Linked DNA regions of Oncorhynchus kisutch: region 2 is linked to region 1. A link is a contact called in public Hi-C data. All regions are on one chromosome and are shown on one strand. Each heading gives the region's core, a stretch centred on a gene start, on an enhancer-like site or on the middle of the called end of the contact. The rest is flanking DNA. Distances are from core to core; before and after follow the strand shown. Region 1 holds the start of LOC109865846 (microtubule-associated proteins 1A/1B light chain 3C). Region 2 holds the start of LOC109865655 (mitochondrial import receptor subunit TOM20 homolog).

Evidence for each region. Hi-C and Micro-C count contacts between places; a contact is called where the count stands out from the background.
Region 2: a Hi-C map of liver shows a contact between it and region 1, with 10 times the contacts expected there. The contact joins the promoter of LOC109865655 here to the promoter of LOC109865846 in region 1. A contact is called at or near these places in 2 of 2 Hi-C or Micro-C datasets (liver and muscle).

Annotation. Positions count from the first base shown.
Region 1 is chrLG20:39,130,258-39,133,943 of Okis_V2, reverse strand. It overlaps LOC109865846 (microtubule-associated proteins 1A/1B light chain 3C), which reads right to left and starts at 1,871. Exons shown (of 4, transcript XM_020454315.2): 1 at 1,736-1,871; 2 at 1,599-1,654; 3 at 1,402-1,508; 4 at 773-1,148. The coding sequence starts at 1,796. The coding sequence ends at 941. It overlaps LOC109865652 (striatin-like), which reads left to right and starts at 2,643. Exons shown (of 17, transcript XM_020453983.2): 1 at 2,643-3,028. The coding sequence starts at 2,810.
Region 2 is chrLG20:39,310,456-39,313,836 of Okis_V2, reverse strand. It overlaps LOC109865655 (mitochondrial import receptor subunit TOM20 homolog), which reads right to left and starts at 1,382. Exons shown (of 5, transcript XM_020453987.2): 1 at 1,065-1,382. The coding sequence starts at 1,188.

The DNA.
Region 1 (3,686 bases), core at 622-3,121:
CCATTCTGTGCAGTCAGATTTTATGGTTGAACAATACTGCCACCTTCAGGAGGATTGTTCCTAGTCAGGAGTACCAATCAGCCCTCGGTTCAAATACTTTGTTGTATAGCCTGCCTGGAATGCCAGATAGAGGGTTGTGGTTTTGGGGCCATTATATTGGTTCATTAAGCCAAGCACACAGTTCAAGTAGTATTTAAACAGATCTGATCCCCAAAATGGCAAAAATGGACCCATATTGGATTGAATAGTTATGCATTGACACATGCAGCCATATTCTGATATTTTAACCAATCAGATATGTACAAGAACCTAGAGTATAGGAGTTGATTTGGAGGAATTGGGCAACAGGTCCTTCCTTGATAACTGATGCCTCAGAGTTCCTATTGAAGACAATGTCCAAGTCCACACATTTTGGGGAAATTAAATGAACGGGCACAAGTGACAAAAATAAGTGCAATAGCTGAAATTGCTGCACCATGTTTGCTAAAGTGCTAAGTTGTCAGACTGAAATTGGGCTCAAATATTGAATCAGTGTCCCGCTGGGAAATAACTCCTCAATAATTCAAATTTCTTAGCTGCTTTATGCTGGCATACAAACCCAAAAAGTTAAGACAACCTCTGAAATGACGCACAGAACAGATCTACGACTTCTTAAACATGTTTAACGAGAATGACAGACCGACACCTCCCATTTCTATGCAAATTTGTTTTTTTAGCCCAAAGGTACATATTGCCGCTTTAAGCAATCTAGCCAAAGTGACGTAATACAGAGCATGGTCCTCAAAAGTTTGAAACATTTATTACCTTAAAAACAATATACAAAAACATTGAGTAATATTAAATATCCATATATTGCATTTTATATCTATACACGAAGTTCAGTTATTGGGCCTGCCAAAAGCCGAGGCCTCACATTATCCAATCCTGTATTTATGTCTTCTCAAACATTTCCAGCAATTGGCAATGACTCTTCGTGGATTTCAACACAATTACCAAACATTTCTTGAGAAGCATAGGTCATGTAGAGAAAGCCATCGTCATCCTTGTGGTCCTTGTAGACTTGCGCCATGGTAAGAGACATGCTGGCCAGGCCACTATTATTGATAAGCAGGTAGAACGCTTGACTCTGCATCAGAGACATACGATTTCTGAAACGAGAACGTGCAGAGTATTGACAAGACGTACTCAAAATGTAGAAATTATCTTGCACAAAGTCAAGTAATTTAAAAGTAGTCACAGTCGCGCGCGGCACTCTAGGCTGATACATATCAGGTGATAACCAAGTTTGAAATTATGCACGAGTTCACAAACATTAAAATACATGATTTCAGTCATGTTAAGCCACGCTTGCCAAGTTAAATAAGCAATATTTCAGCTAAACGTTTCTCAAAGGAGACACACCTTATAATGGTGACAAACTGAGTCATGGAAAGTTCTTGGGGGACCAGGAATTTCGTTTTATCAAGAGGCGGCAAGTACTTCTCCCGTTGATACCTTTCAATGATAACCTGTGTGTGGGTGGAAAGGTCACTTTCAGAAGGTGCAAATTCAATGGAACGTAGAATACGGTTTTAGAAATAAGAAATAAGCGAACTTACCGGAATTTTTGTTGGAAACTTTGTTCGGATCCCCGCGACCTCCTGTTTTCTCGTGGCTGTTTGGGATGGAAAACGTGGATGAGATTATAAAGCAACGCATAGTCTACCACATGCGAAGCAACACATTCAATAATCACCAAAGCTTTTTCTCTGCTTGAAGGACTTGGGCTGCTGTGGTTTCTCAAATGGAGGCATCATGTGGGCAAGTGGCTCCTCTCTTCAATTGCTGCTGTCTGATCTAGGCTATAAAAAATGTAACCATGTGGATCAGCCAACAGAAATTAAATAGTGTGGTCGCAGTGACGTATCACCTCATTACCATGGGGTTGGGTCAGCACGCTTCATATGGCTAATGAATTGACCGTGCATAATGACTCGGCTGTGTGTAAAACCAATCCAAATGGTTAAGATCTAAATCTTGAAAATCTTAAATGTTTAATGTAATTGATGTTTGAAAAGAAGACTGTTTGAATTACCAAACATTATATAGAGGTAATTTAGTCATTAAAATATCTTACACACAAATCATACATAGAGGCCTTATAATATTCTCACACTAAAGTAGGCCCTACATCATGTGAGGGCAACATTTTGTTTAATGTATTTTCGTGGATTTCAAAGGACATGAAATTCAGTCGGGGTCGTGGATGATAGGCTTGGGTGTGTGTGCAATGTAAACAACTGGATTAATGGCTCAATGGAATGCATAGATACATTAATGGAATGTGCTATAATATATGAAATATGGCTACCACAGATACACTTCTGTAGCATACATTATGACATTTTCAATTTAAGTTACAAAAAAATCTACTCCGTAGGCCAATTAAAGAAAATGACAGTAAAAAAAGAGAGAACAAGCGAATTTTAGGTTGAAAATGCAGCTATATCTTCTTTGAACTTCAAATTCCATCATACGTAGGGTACAACAGTTGTCAACAGCGCATTTATATCCGATTGGCTTATTCCAGTGTGAATCGTGTAAATCGACCAATGGGTAAAGAAAACACTGGATGTGGGTGGGAGCTGAGTGTGAACGTCATCAATTGACAGCTGGCTGCTCCGACATGAATGTGCCTGCCCAGTAGAGAGAGCTGTAGGTAGCTATTTCCTTTCCATTTCATATCACAGGGGCGGTTAAAGGAAAACCCATCCGTCTGAGCACAGTCGTGCCAGCTTGTGCGAACTGAACCCACACACCTGGCCTGGGCATGGACGAACAGGCAGGGCCCGGCGTGTTCTTTAACAACAACAACAACTCGGGTTTGCCAGGCGCTGGCAAAGGACCGCAGCTGCCGGGCGACGTCGGTGGCGGAGAGGCGGCCAGGGCTCATTACAACATTCCGGGGATATTGCACTTTCTGCAACACGAATGGGCCCGCTTCGAGGTGGATAGAGCGCAATGGGAGGTGGAGCGAGCCGAATTGCAGGTAAACCACGTCAAAATGCCCTGCTTATTTTTGGTTGGGGGTTTACGGTGTTGAGTCCGCCCTAGGAAGATTGAAATTTGTGTCAGGAAGCTTACTCGCGCGCTACGGTCTTTGTGGCGAGAACTGCTCGAGCTACGTTGCTACTAGAGTAGTCTTGGTCGGATGACGTTAGGCACTATAGCCAACCTCGGTCCTGGGAAACCCTGTGCTAAGTCGGTTGAATAATATAAAATGATTCTGATGAACAGTGAAGTTGATTCATGCACTCAATAGGCATGAGTCTTTATTGTGCCTTATGACTTCTCTTAAATGCCATGTCGTAAATATATCAGGTAAGGCTATTAGCATAATGTGATGTGCAGGCCTTGTTTGAGTTGTAGCTCGCAGTGTAAAATTAAATATAAACGCAACAATTTCAAATAATTTACTGATTTACGGTTAATAAAAGGAAATCAGTCAATTGAAATACATTTATTAGCCACTAATCTTTGGATTTCACATGACTGGTAATACAGATATGCATATGTCGGTCACAGATACCTTAAAAACAACATACGGTCGTAGACGTCGATCCAGAGCATCCCACACATGCTCAATGGGTGACGTTTCTGGTGAGTGTGCAGGCCATGGAAGAACAGGGACATTTTATAGCTTCCAG
Region 2 (3,381 bases), core at 133-2,632, 180 kb before region 1:
ATCCTAGTTATTTTTTTCTGATAGAGTGATTAACTACCAGAGTGGAAGGTCAATTTAAAAAAGGCTAACAGAGGAACATGGCTCATTCAATTGCAGTAAAGCAGGTGTATAAAGCATTGTGGCCAGCTGACAGCCAAAATCCATCTTTCATACTGTAGTCCAGCTACAATTGTAGTCTAGTTAATGTGTGACTGGAATGTGATCTGTATAGGATTTTTATTGTGACATGCATCCATATGTGTATTCTAATTGGCTCCTGTATTACAGTGAGGGATTCTGGGTAGAAGACAAGGCAGAACTGCCATTATGTACTGTGTGGAGGTGTATTTATTTTAGATCCCCTTATGAGTTATGCAGTCTCATCATTAAAGTTTGCAGTCTAATGCTCTGTAGGCGCATTATCAGCTTCTTCATACCGACAACCCATGGCCTTACATGAGTAGTAGGCCTGGATAGAGTAACACCAGGGATATCCAGGTTGCTCTAATACAGGAGCCAATTAGAATACACATATGGATGCATGTCACAATAAAAATCCTATACAGATCACATTCCAGTCCCACATTAACTAGACTACAATTGTAGCTGGGCTACAGTATGAAAGATGGATTTTGGCTGCTTGGCAAGCTCTATGTCTGATATGGCTAGTAGCCTAGAATGGTTGGTTTAGGTTACATAACAGTTCAAAACACACCATCAATGAATGAATCAGGGTAGGTGCAGCTTTCCATGTCTGAATTCAACTTAACAGAACGCTTGTTGTGAGTGAGTAGGAAGTACATTAATACATGATAAAGGAGGTAGTTAACAGAGAAACGCTCAACTCTATAAGAGAACAGAGTTGAGTTGCTATGCGCTAGTTAGGTGCAGGACTTTTGGGGTTAGCAGTGCGCTGACAATGAATCAGATCTAGTGCACAAACCATTAACGTAACCATGCAAGCTTCTATACTTCGCCAATTGGGTATAGTTAAACGAGTTCGGCCTGGCTCGGGCATTTAGTTGCACCTCAGGTCTCCCAAACAAAGACCGGAGCGGGTTGCAAAGGACGTGGACAACACTCACGTTCTCGCAGCCTGTTCTTGAAGTTGGGGTCACTCCGTCTTTTCTTGTCGAAGTAGATGCAGTAGCCAACGAACAGAGCCCCGCAAACACCGGCGGCTATCGTGCTCGATTTACCGCCCATCATCACTTCCGAAATGGTTGATATTTCTATGTTAACAAAGATAATATTTCAATTTTGGCTTATATCAAAGGTGGTACATGACCTCACACAGTCGCAAGTTCGCAGCAAAAAGGACCAGTAGGACCGCTGACTAATTTGACAGCTAGGGTGTCCGCATTGAACGCCTGATCGAAAATAATACACATTTAATTCCCAATCACATGATATCTCCGATAGCGTATGCATTTGATTGAATATAAAGTGTTGTATGTTGAACCCAGATGGGGGGGGTTAGGATTTCTTTAAATCAATGTAAGTAGTATTGGATCGCATTGAAATGTAAGTGCCACAAGGGAGCAGTAGCGATTCATTAAAAAAAGAAGCAGCAGGCTAATGATTACATTTGATACAATTAAACAGTATTTTCTCCAGAGTAAGAAAAATAGAAACAATTCAGCTACGACTATAGGTATTTTGACTAATCTGGGGTAGACTACACAGCAGCAAACAATGGCCAAGTGAAATATTGAACAGTAGGCTACATGGTGTGGCACAATCATTTAGACCAGTAAGACAACATGTACAAATTTGCTTTCGCTATGCTCAATTCATTTACGAAAAATGATGCCAGTTGCTCTGAGCCTTGCTCCTATGCCTGTCTGGCCTTAGTTTGCACTTTTCATCTCCCAGATGATAGCTAATCCCTAGAAGTGCTGCTCGACAGAACAGATGGTCAGCTGCATTACATGTGCAAGGCCAGGCAGCTGCAAAAATATACCACCTTGACTATTAGGCTTCTGAGGGCACATGCTCAGACCTGCAGTAATACAAACCATCAGGCATGCACATCCTTACATGGATTATATCATCACCAGACTGTGTCTGGTATTGCGTGCACCTTTGCCTTTAAATGGCAACTGAGTCGTTCTGCACCCCTTTCTGTGGCTGGTTGTTGTTTTACAGTTTAATAAAGGAATAGCTGAACCTTAGAGATTGGCGTCATTGACCACACGTCCCCAGTTGACAGGATTTTGGAAGAGGGTGTGTGCTTTTGAGGGGGTTTCCAGTTAAGCTGTGGGTGTGTGCTTGTGTGCGTGCATGTGTGTTTGTACAAGTGTGTGTTTGAACAAGCGTGTGTACACCTTCATACCCGTACTTATGTCTCTATGTGTGTGTGTATGTGAGCATGCATTGCATGTGTACTTCTTCATACTTACGTGTGTGTGTGCATGTATCAGTGGAGGCTGCTGAGGGGAGGATGATTCATAATAATGGCCAGAATGGAGTGAGCCGTCCTTCCCTCAGCAGCCTCCACTGGTATGTGTGTGTATGTGCGTGAATGTGTACACTTGTCTGTGGACAATTTACATGGTAGGAGGATTACCCGTCTGCCCTGTCGTCTCTCTCGCCAGTGGCTTAGCAGCTCGCACCTGGCATGCAGCTGGCTGAGGGTTTGGCGAAGAATTCACCCCTCAGGGACATCTAGCTCCGCCAGTGCCCGGGCTTGACGTGTCGCGGCTTAGCCAGAGGCTCATTGTCTCGCGGCGGTGGGTTATTATTACCATTACTCAATCGTTCCTGGAAACTGCTTTGGAAGCCCTACTGTATGTGATCCCAGTGCTTGTGTGTTCGGAGGTCTCCTAATCCATGCCATCACCCCAGGCCACATTATACATGTCTGTAGCAATTCCCTAGGAAACAAGTACTCTTGTCATTTGCTGGGACTAAGACAGATCTCATGTCCTTATGTCGATGTGGGTTGGAGGTTTGGACAGAAAGACCATGACACACACATCACACACACACATGTTTAGGGATGTTGTACAAATAATGGTTATTGCAAAACTATCTATCAATCAGATAGTAGAATTATGTAAGACTTTAGGGTTTATAAAGAGAACCAACCAATGGGGATGCTTTACCGACTGATTCCTACATATCTCTCTTAAAACCATTTATATGGGTATAACTTTTACTGTTCTCCTGGGTGTGCTAAGGTTGGCAATAAGACAGGAGACACCCTGCAGTTGCTTATTGTGTAGTATACGAGCCTCACTGTGTACCTTTATTGACTGTGCACATAGCACTATTAAATTAATTAAGCATGCTCCATAAAGGCTAGGTAATTAGCATGCTTGGGCTCCTAATCCAATCAGTGTGCATGATGCTGCACGGTGAGCTCATCGCTATATGACATTCACACCCATGCTGACTCTG